Linked DNA regions of Mus musculus: region 1 is linked to region 2. A link is a contact called in public HiChIP or PLAC-seq data. All regions are on one chromosome and are shown on one strand. The core of a region is the stretch at or near the end of the contact, and the rest is flanking DNA. Distances in the headings are between cores, read along the strand shown. Region 1 has its middle 44 kb from the start of 4930549C15Rik. Region 2 overlaps Grhl1 (grainyhead like transcription factor 1).

Region 1 (5,551 bases), core at 1,280-3,779, 1.7 Mb before region 2:
ACATCAGGAGCTCCATGGGTTGGAGGCAGGAACAGGAGGCTGAATGATCGATCACATTTCATCTATACTGAGGAAGCAGACAGATGAAAAGGAAGTGAGATGAGGATATAGACTCTCAGAGCCCACCCCAAGTGAAGTACTTCCTAGCAACACTGTACCTCCTAAATGTTTTATAACCTCCAGAAAACAGCACCACCAACTGGGGGCCAAGTATTTAAACACAGGAGCTGATAGGAAACACTTTTCCCACAAGCCACCACAGCGTCTCTGTAAGGAGTTGTTATAGGGGAATAACCACAAGGAGGGAAGTCTACACATTCAGTGCAGAAGTGGCTTTAAGTTTTCCTGGATATCCTCCCCTCCATGGTTGGTTGAATCTGCGGACATCAAACCTACATATAAACATGATGAAGTGAACAAAAAGCCAAAAATTCAGTACATGTCCCCTGGAGTTTTCCATCTGCCTCATCTGAACTTTCTTGGATAATATATACCTTATCCACTAAGGTGAATCTAGGAACAGGTAACTAGTTATTTGTCCTGTATTTAAGTTGGAAATATACCCATAGTCTTAAGACATGGGTGGAGGGATGAGTTCTCTGATAACTTGTTGACATGGGCACCGAGGGCTCCGTACATTGGTTACGTGTCTTTGCTGTGACAAAGGCTATGGAGGAGAGGACTTACTTTGCTTCACAGTTCAAGAGTACCATCCATGATGGTGAGGGACTCAGGGTCATAAGACCATGAGGCACTTGTCCTACTGCATCTGAAGTCAGAAAGAAGTGAGTGTTAGTGCACAGTGCCTCCACCACCATCACTCCCCACCCAGTGAACACAGTCTAGAAAGGCTCCCAGCCTTGCCTAGAGACTCCTCAAATTCTGTCTAGTTGGCATTCAAGATTAACCATCGACTTATGATACTGCCCGTCACAGAGCTTTGTCTGAAGAGGGAAGCAGAAGTCAGTTCTTGGAATAAGGAATGACAGGTGCATGGCAGCTTTGGTATGGCATGGACATGGACACTCAGCCCTTGGAGGTCTAGAAAGATGTCCAGGGGATGCCATGCATGAGCTAGGTCTTGCAGATGGATAGGCGTTAACCGAGGAAATGAGTGTTGAAGAAGAGGCCCAGTCTGACAAACACAGGCAAGTGGCTTGATCTTATGTGTATGCTGGCAATAAAGTTACTCCAGTGTGACCTTAGGGTGGCACAGAAACTTGGCTTTCTTTGTCAAGATTCTGAGGGGATGTGGAGCTTCCTGGGTGCTGTAAGAAAGGACCACACCATGTAGGTAGAACAGCCTATAGTCATTGTCTCACAGATTGGTAGCCAGGAAGGCCCAGATGAAAGTGTCTTCAGGGTTGGAACCTTCTGAGGACTGTGTTGAAGAATCACTCATGTATCTTTGTTTCCTCTTGGTAGTAGTATCTAACAGCCCTTGACCTTCTCCAGCTGGTATGTGTGTATGTGTGTACATATATGTACACGTACACATAAACACAGACACACACACACACACACACACACACACATATATATATATATATATATATATATATATATATATATATATATATATATATATATGTAATCCTATTCTGTCTCCAACAGCATGTGGTATTCTCCCCCATGTGCCTGTGATTGACAGTTATGGCCACACGGAGAAACTCACCTTGATCATCAGAAAGACCATTCTGCTGACAAGGTCACACATTCATGAGTTCCTGGTGTTCAGTTTTTGGGAAGTTATAATTCTGCCTTTCCCTGGCAGCATGGTGCAGAGAACACTGCCCCAGCAAATGTATCAGGAGCTCACTGAATCAACTAGGCTGATGGAGACATGAGCTTCTGGCATCCACCTATCTCTTTCCCATAACACCAGGCTATCTACACATGCTGCTATATTTGGCCTTTAAGTGGGTGCTGGAGATCTGAACTCGGTTTATCATGCTTGTACAGTGGGCACGTTATGGACTGAACCATATACCACAAGTCCTCATGCACAGATTCTTAACTGCAGATTCTTTACAGTCAGTGAGGAACTCCCAGTTAGGCAGGTAGACTCCCTTCCGTGAGACTCTGAGGATTTGGCTTGCAGAGTCCACCCAGCGTACATATCCTCAATCATAATTCATTTGGGATCCACAAAAGGACAAAAGCCCAATTGTGCTCAGACATTTGAGGAGAACCTTTCAGGAATGAGAAAATGAGGCTGCCCAGAGTGGAATGTGCTCCTCTGCAGAGCTCCTAAGGCATTGTGAGTGCACAATGGATGGTAAATAATCACGGAATGTTTTTATTAACGACAAAGGGGTAATCAGCACCATAATGAAGCTTGCAGATGAGACTAAACTGGGATTTATAACAAATACCAATTAGGAGACAGAGACAATGGAAAGAGACCCCCCACCCCAGAGGGAAAGTTACAACAAAGCAAGTTTCCGTTTTTGCAAAATAACCACAAATGCACCTGCGGAGGATGCACACTGTGGGGAAAGCCCAGAGTGTTTAAAGGGAGACAGTCCCCAGACACAGCATTTTTATGACAGGCACGAATGAACAGTACAATTGATGATGCCAAACATGAGATGGCAGGCACTGTGTTCTTCAATGAAGATGCAGTACACTGAAGCCCCTCATCTGGCTACACTTCAGGACCTACCCAAGATGCTAACTACCCAGGACCTCTTCCGTTTCATATGGACGCACCTCAGGCCTCCAAGCCCATCTTGCTGACTCCTCACCTCTGTTCTGATGATCTTCTCCATGCTCTCTCTGATGCGTCGTCAGCCCAAAGTCCTTGAAGTCCTCTATGCACTTGAGTGGCTGAATCATGTTCCAAATAGGCCCACTTACCTGCTTGCTGTTCAGTATAACCTGCAGTCCACCGGGGAAAGAATCATGAAGTGACCCTTGAGTGGGGGAAGGCCACATTTCAGGCCACACTAATAGGTTGTCTGACGTCTGTACTATTGTCCCCCAAATACACAATTGCTTTCTACCTTCTGTCCATTGAAATTCCACTCGGGGCCTGACCAAGCCTTGCAGAGCCCTCCCAGTCCCCTTTGTTCATATCATCCTCATGCATGCAAGAAATCTGTCCAAATTTACAAAACATTGTAAAAACTTACAAAAATAGGGTTCATGTTTTAGGTTTGGTTATGACAAAGAGGGGTGCTGGACTGGGCAGGTTAATGGTGCTGGGTGTTTACATCTAAGACTTTTTATATCTGAGTAGACCAAGAAGCACAACCAGCTATAACTCGTTCTCGGTGTCCCACCTTCTCCAGCCAAGTTTCGCCTCCTAATGATTCCAGGAAGCACCAGCACCTGGGACCACCTGCTCAAGCACACAAGCCCAAGGGCGTTCGTGTCACATTTAAACTAGAGAGGATAATGAGTGCTAAGGCATCAGGGTAAAGGGCGAGGACACCAGCTTTGCATCTGTGAGGAGGAAGGCACTCCCATCTGTCCTATGGAAACTGAAGAGAAGACCTTACACTTCCCGATACTGTGGAGAACTCAAATTCTGCCTGCTACCCATCCATTGAGTACCTGGCTACCAGCACTTCCACAGTCACATGGGATGGATGGATGGATGGATGGATGGATGGATGGATGGATGGATGGAATTTGAAGATGACAACATCTTCTCATAGAATTCTGCCAAGGGGTCCGTGGGTGGAGTCAATCTCTTCAGAGATCATATGCAACACAGAGAGTGCTCCCTGGAGGAGCAACTTGGAAGGAGGTAAATGATGGAGGAGATGAGAGGCTGGAGCAGGTTTGCCATGAGTTTGAGGCCAGCCTGGGCTGTGTGGCGAGTCCTCAGAGAACAGAAAGAAATCACAAGATGGAAGTCAGGAGGGAAGGAAGGAAGGAAGGAAGGGAGGGAGGGAGGGAGGGAGGGAGGGAGGGAGGGAGGGAGGGAGGGAGGAAGGAAGGAAGGAAGGAAGGAAGGAAGGAAGGAAGGAAGGAAGGAAGGAAGGAAGGAAGGAAGGAAATGGGACTGACTGTGTAACCGGAAGTGTTTAAAGCCTATTTCCTGCTTTAAATTTTTAATATTTTTATTTTTATTTTTATGTGCATTGATATTTTGCCTGCATATATATCTGTGTTAGGGTGTGGCATTCCCTGGAGTGGGAGTTACACAGGTGTGAGCTGCCATGCTGGGAATAGAACCCTGATCCTCTGGAAAAGTAGCCATTGCTCACAACTGCTGACCCATCTCTCCAGCCCCTATTCCTGCTTTTGAATGAGTTTAGTTTTTTTTTTTTAAGTTACTGTTTAGTGCTCTGAATATTCCATGGAAGAAGTACTCTTATGCTATGTTTAAGGCCTTGAATTCCTATTAAGTAAAAGGTACTGTTTTTCATTACAGAATTGCCTTGAAGAGTTATTAATGATCCAGAAGTCTCAGCCAATTAGAGCATCATGACTGGACTCCCCGCAATGGATCCCTTCTCTTTCCTGCTTCATCTTGTGTTTATTTTCTGTTTTCTGACCATTCTCTTTCCCCTAAGATTTTTAAAGTCTACAAAATACATGACTAACCTTAAGGATGCAGTTGGATGATTTTGTCTTTTTTATTTTCTGGAAAGATGCCTAGAAACAAGTACTCCAGAGACAGCTCTCTCTAGTGCACACATGCCACTATGTGTCACCATGGATGTCCCACAAGCTGGATATTTCCATTGTCCCCCAAACCTAGACTGGCTGGAAGAGACTCTCATCCCAGTGGGCTCTGAATTCCTTTTCTCTTACAAACTTCATCCAGAACACACCCAAAGCAAAATGGAGGGAAATGTGCAATGTGTTTTTTTCTGGAGTCCCAAATAACTGTTCCCTCTTTGGCTCTAGCATTTCTTTCTTTTCTTCACTACCCATGCCAGCATCCTTCACTGTTGTCCAAATCCCAAAACACTATGGAGCCCTTCTCATAGTCTCCTTTTACACGGAGAAACACCTGGCTTTCTCCAAGAGGCCTAGTAGAGACGTTCTCGGTCATATTCCACTTTCCATAACATGCATCCATCACACTGCCCCATGCCTGAGCAGCATCTGCTGATCCCTCCTTCTTCTCCTGACGCAGTAGGACAGTGTTGGCAACTGGATGGACTTCCACGTGTCTGTTTTCTTTCCGGAACCCGGTTCCTTGTAAGCAGAAGGCACCTGAGCTGACCCTGAGGGTTTCCATAGCATCTCAATGAATGAGGAACAAATGGTTTCAGACAAAGTAGATGGAGCGGGTGGGATCAACTGGGAAACTAATCTGTTTTGATGACATCACTAATTCATCACTAGTTCCCTTTGACTTCCCCTACCAGGGGTCACAGGTGGAGAGACTGGTATCTTTTCAGACCTCAGCTTCACTCTTAAGTCCGAGTGAACACCCAAGACCCAAGCAAACACAGCATATGGTGCTTTGACCACTCTTCTCCTCAAGCCGGTTCACGTCTATATTATTTTACCCGGTTTTATGCCTCTAAGTTGCTTTTGGGCTGCCAGTGTCAGCATGGAACCCTGATGGGAGCTTAGCTTCCCACCA
Region 2 (5,908 bases), core at 222-2,721:
TCTGCCTGACTTGGGGGAAAGGCTTGGTTTCAGAGCTGAGAGCCCCTGGCTTACTTGTTACCTATGCATAAAGATGCACTTAAAAAGCTCTGACTGCCTGATACACATCACAAGAAAGACTCCAATGGAGGGGAAAGGACAGAGATAAGTAAGGGGTACAACTGGGGAAGATGCTTAGGTAAGGTTACCATGGTAACTGAAGCAGCCTGACATTCTCCATATGCACTGATCCTCAATGTCTCCCTTCCCATGGATGCCACACACTACCCATGGTGCCTGGCTCTCATAATCTCACTAGAGACAGAGATGGCAAAGCCCTATTAGGGCCCAGCTCCCAGGACTCCAGAGCCAGACCATTCCTAGCCCCTCATGGAGAGCCACCTGTGTAAACCTGGAGACGTGGGAGGGTAAGGGGAAACAGACACCTACACAGAAGATGGAGCCGAAGGTCACCTTGATCATGAGGCATGAATTAAAGGTCTCCCAGTTTCAAACCAAGCAGATTGTCTGTGCCAAATTCCTACTTGTTGCAAACGAGCTGCAGGACTTAGCTGATGGCCACATGGCTCCAGGAGACACAGAGACAGCCATCTTGGATACAATCCCAGTGGCCTCTGGGACTCTCCTTTGTTTTTATTTTTATGTATCAAAATTCAACTTAGTCAAATACAGATAATATCTATAAGCTACTTTCTAGAATGTAATCTATCTTCTAAAAGGAAAGTAGAAACTATAGGATAAATTCAAGTTTAATCACCCAAATCAGTACAAAGGTCTTTCTAAGTAGCTCTTCATGGGGAGAAATTGTCCAACAGATGAAATGAAAACGTTGGTAATATTTCCCCCTCATTTCCAATAGCACTAACTAGACAGAGTAAAATCACCATTTTTTTTTTCCTAGTATATGTCAAAGAGGCTAAGTACCTGAATTGAAGCTGATAGTGTAAGATTTTAAACTGTAAATCAAGATCCAGTTCTTGGCCAAATGTCTAATTAGTAGGGATCATTTATTGGGCTTTACACAGCCCTCCCCCAACCTCCACCAGAACAAACAAATAAACCTGCCCTGTCCCCCCACCCCCACCCCGTGCACCTCCTCTCCCTGGCACCCCACTTCACGTGCAGTTAATGAGTGTATGGAGCCGAGACAGTATCGAGACTGAGTCACCCACTCGGCAGCATTTAGTTCCATTTCTGATGCTCCAGATAATCTAGGTGCGTCACACTTGCTCCCTGCTCTGGTGGGAGGTGACTATGCTGTCCTAAAGACACTACAACTACAAGAACACTGTCACCAGGAACTGCCAACTGCTCCAAGGGCTTGAAGGGCGCAGCTGAGCATTTTGGTAACTTCTCAGACTATCAAATGACCATCAAAAGAAAAGAGCCGACCCGGCAGGAAGGGGTGGGGCGGGCAGGGACGTGGGAGGAGAAAAAGTACTGACTCGCAGGCTTCCCACGGCCAGGAGGGGCGTTCCCTGAAGGGGAAACAAGCTCGAGTCAGCACGCTGTTGCCACAGCCGCTTCCCACACCGCCCACACAGCGTCTCGGTTTCTGTGCCATGCAGAGAGCCAGGGGAAAAGTCACCGAGATAAAAGGGAGGCACGGAGGAGAAAACCCTTGGAGGGACCTACCTGCTCCCCTTCCCTCTGTTGTGCTCCACGGCCCAGACTTGGTGAACCTAAGGACACTTGGCAGATGCAGTGATTTGGCACTTGCTGTCCCAAAGAAGCAGAATGTGTGCTCAGAACTATGCAGAATTGGATGGGGGCGTGACTAAAGACAAACACAGACCACATTCCATCCCACGGTACAGAACAGGACAGGTGAGAGAGCACATGGGTCACAAAGGAGACTCAGCAGCAAGTTGACTGCCAACCAAAAGTTCTGGAAGCACGAGAAGGGCTGAAGGCGAAGTCTGTGGACTAACAGAGGGGTCAAGTCCTCATCTGCTTAACAAAAGGCTGGGGAGACCTGTGGCTTCCATTTATAAGAACCCCTGACTCTAAGGCCTCACACCGCCTCCAAATATCTACTCCACAGCAGGCCAGAGCCACAGCTGTTCTGCTCTGTTTTAAAAGTAGCAAAGATACAAAAAACAAAACAAAAAAACAAAACAAAACAAAACAAACCTAAAAAACAAAACTAAACAGGCATGGCAAAGCCAACTGAAAGACAGAGCAAGCCACAGATGGGATTTTCAGGAAGGAACACGAGAAGGAGGGTTAGGGTGACAAGCTGTCAAATGAGAAGTCTCCACAGAGGAGCTCATTGTTTCCTGGGAGTGGCAGAATGGAGGAAGGGTAAAAATTTGCTCCACTCCCCACCCCCCCAAAGAAAACACCTAACTCAAGCAACAACACCAACAGTGGCTAAACAGGCATGGGTGCCTGAAACTCCTTCCACAGGACGCAGGTTTCACTACTAAAGCGAGGCTTTCTTCAGCTGCCAAGTGTCTCCCTGGCAGTCAGAGACACCTTCAGCTGGCCCTCACCCTGAGGCACATGCTGAATAAATGCTCGCTATTGTTACCTGTGGGCTCTAAAGACCTGCCACGATTTGGTGTGTTTCAGTTTACTGCTTAAGACTCTGCAGAGTGTACACACCTTGGAACATTGGTGCAACAAAGCCGCAAAGACCTAGTGTTTAAAGATGCCTCACAGAGGAGTCACCCTTGCGCTAGTAACCAGAGCAGCAGCCGCCTCAAGGGAATGGGCTGTGTTTCTAACACCGCTCTGCTCTCAGACGCCTCACTCCATAGAGGCATGTGGCTCTTTGTTTGTTGGACATACTTTTAAATTTTTTACTTTAGTGTTTTGTTATATGTACATACGTTTATATGTATGTATTTATTTATTTTTGTTTTTTTCAAGACAGGGTTTCTCTGTGTTACTCTGGCTGTCCTGGAACTCATCCTATAGACTAGGTTGGCCTTGAACACACAGATCTGCCTGCCTCTGCCTCTAAAGGTATGACCACACCTGGCTGCCGGGTTTTATTTTTATTTATTTACTGTGTGAGGCTGTTGGTGTGTGCCAGGGAGGGAAGGATGAATTGTGTCCTGCTCTGTCAACACCCTGTCTTATTCCTTTGAGATAGGGAGCTCTCCCAAATCTGGAGCTAGCCCAGCAACAGGCAAGCCCAGCAATGGGCAAGCCCAGCAGTCCTCCTGCCTGTTGCTCAGACCTAGTGTTACAGGTGTGCACAGCCACACAAGGCTTTTACTGTGGTACCTGGGGTGTGAACTCAGATCCTCAGGCCCTTTACCCACTCAGCCATTTCCTCACCCCAAAATATGTACCTTTAAACTGCATATGTGAAAACCCTTGTCCATGAACATCAAGCAGATGGCTACCCTGAGTGCTGCTGGGAGCAGAAGGCTAGGCATGTATAGATAACCCAGTACAATCTAGTTAGCTACAGACTTGGCCTAGACTCAAAGTCGCCTCTGTGATGTAATATTAGGAATATTTATTATTTAGTGTATGTATGTGGGGTTGGGGGAGGTCAAAGGAGAGAGTGTGGGGGCCTGTTCTCTCCCTCCACCTCGTGGATCCAGGTAACTGATCCAAACTGTCAGGCTCTGCAACAAGCAATTTGCCTGCTGAGCCACCATGTTGGCCCATGGCCTTTCAGTTTCACAGTAACAGTGTTTCCTGACCAGGCCTAGGCAGCCCAGTTGGTTCACTTGTAATTGCAATTAGATGATGAGCGAGGGACTTAAGTTTTAAAGACTTAAGTTTTAAGTCCCTTGCCCATCATCTAATTGCAATTACAAGCACAACATTTGACTCATTTCTCTCTTCCCTCCCGCCCTCCCATTCACGCTGGAAATAAGTTGTGAAACAAACCAAACCTGTCCCAGCTTAATACAAACAAACATGGCACCGCCTGATTTTAATGGCACCCCATGGATGTTTCACTAGAAAGGAATCCTTTTAAATGCAAGCAATGTGTTCAGTCCCTTTAAAGACATTAACAAACAACCAAACAACCACGCTTACAATGAATCCCAAACACTATGCTTAGACAAAAAAAAAAAAAAAAAAGAATGAAAGAAAGAAAGAAAGAAAGAAAGAAAGAAAGAAAAGAAAACCAAATGGCCATTAAACTCATAAGCCCTGCATCCCACAAGCACACGCAAAACATCCCAAGTTCAAGTTACCAGAGTGGCTACACCCCTTTTACAGCCTCCAGCCTTGATGGCCCCGCCCCAGGAACTCCACTTGCTCTTGCTAAGCCAAGGAGACAAAAGGAAAGATGCCACTCCACCTAAATACAAGAACCCTCATGGTGAAGTTTCTGGGACCTAAAAGTAGGCGTCAACGTTCTAATCCTTTTTCTTTTGTAACGTGAGCCTTTCCATGACAGAAACCTGTGTTCCATAACAACCGTCCAGATCCCTTCCCAGAGCGGCTGGACTATCACAGCATACAGTCCAACCCTACAGCTCTTACATGGATAGGATGCCGTGCCTCTGTCTGTCCTTGCCCCTGCCCTAGCTCCTCAGCCTAAGGCCCTGCATGGAAGGCAAGAAATGGGAGGAAGTGAACTAGAAAGAGATAAAAAGTGTGTTGCCACTGGTGTGTCACACACAGAGAAGGATCACAGCATGGAAAGATGCAATTCCATTGGTGAGCGAGCAGCCTGGTCACATACCGAGACTACACAGCCTCCTGCTAGAGGTCTGACAGCAAAGCACCAGGGGCTTTGCAGCCTTAAGCCATGGGAGACACAACACACAAAGCACACCAGGCTCTCTGCAAGCATTTCCCTGGTATGGCCCACTCCAGGAGCATGGCCCATGCTTGACTGACTTCTTCCTGTGCCATTCTGGTTGTCATCAGAGCCACTCCCCAGCTGCTGCTAGATAACCTTCCTTGGTGCTGTCCAGAATCTCTAAACTCCCGGGCAATAGCTCTTTGGTTTATAATTTCCACTCCTCTGCAGCAGATTATCATCTAATATAAACTCTTTGTTTAGCAGCTAAAGTGTTTTTCTAGAGTAATTTCTCTGCAATGCTGTCCTATCGGCAATAAGAGCTTCAAACAATACCCGGCCCAGAGTGTTTGCTATCCAGCTCAGGGTCGAGCACTGGTCTCGCAGGTGCCTGGTTTCACCAAGCTGCACACAGGCTCCGAAGCAGGTTAAGCACCTGTATGGTGTATGGTGTACGGTTCTGGGTGGGGCGTGAGCAGGGCAAGGCACACCAGCACAGCACTGCCCGGGACAGTCACCCAAACAGTTTGGTTCTCCCGCTAACTTCTCTTCCCACTATTCCTTTTTAGATCTCTAGGTTTCTCCTGCTTCCTAATCAAATCTCAATGCTGCTGTAAATGTAAACCCGTAATTAAGGCTTATGAGCCAAAACAGATAAGAGTAGATGCTAAGCCAGGAGCTCCAGCAGAACCACAATTCTTCCCTCCAGTTAGGACTACTGCAGAAGAGAGACCCTGATTGGAAATGTCAGCCTCCACATTCCACGTGTAAAGTAAGGTGCACAGTCTCCCTCGACAGGGCGATGCTATCCTTAAGATCTTAGGCTACTCCACAGATGTCCATTTACCACGTGACCTATGTGAGCTGCAGTCCTAGTGATGTAACCTGGAACCCCAGAACTGGAGTTAGAAGTCTGCAGCTAGCCATGTTAGTAGCCTCAGTCACTAGCTGGATGAAGTCTGGCTCCTGCAGGGTGGAAGGAACCTGCCTGCACAAGGGGACTGTCCATGCAGGCGAGCATGCCATGTACCCACCTTGTTCTACACTTGAACTTTACCGCCTGTCCTCTCTTCTCTGGGTGAGAGCCCCCTCGTATCTTACCCTATAAATCCTACGTTAGCGTCTTGCCTATCTTTTCAGGTCCAAATGCAGGTGCTGCCTCTTCCTGTCGAACTTATACTCAGCAGC

What was found. HiChIP or PLAC-seq counts read pairs in DNA pulled down with a chosen protein or histone mark.
Region 1: an H3K27ac HiChIP or PLAC-seq map of thymic regulatory T cells shows a contact between it and region 2, with 10 times the contacts expected there. The contact joins two enhancer-like sites. A contact is called at or near these places in 4 of 484 Hi-C or Micro-C datasets (CD4 T cells, CD8 T cells, Th1 cells and 1 more) and 1 of 115 datasets of contacts at active chromatin or transcription factors (thymic regulatory T cells).

What each region holds. Positions count from the first base shown.
Region 1 is chr12:26,299,974-26,305,524 of GRCm38.p6, reverse strand. No RefSeq gene overlaps it. Among named protein-coding and RNA genes, the nearest start is that of 4930549C15Rik, 44 kb to the left of the region's middle. Within about 2 kb of position 2,529, at least 14 of the 459 cell types and tissues checked have an H3K27ac peak or open chromatin away from gene starts, as enhancers often do. A contact at or near this core is called in thymic regulatory T cells, where this site is marked.
Region 2 is chr12:24,588,909-24,594,816 of GRCm38.p6, reverse strand. All of the region lies in intron 8 of Grhl1 (grainyhead like transcription factor 1), which reads right to left. Among named protein-coding and RNA genes, the nearest start is that of Grhl1, 20 kb to the right of the region's middle. Within about 2 kb of position 1,471, at least 246 of the 459 cell types and tissues checked have an H3K27ac peak or open chromatin away from gene starts, as enhancers often do. A contact at or near this core is called in thymic regulatory T cells, where this site is marked.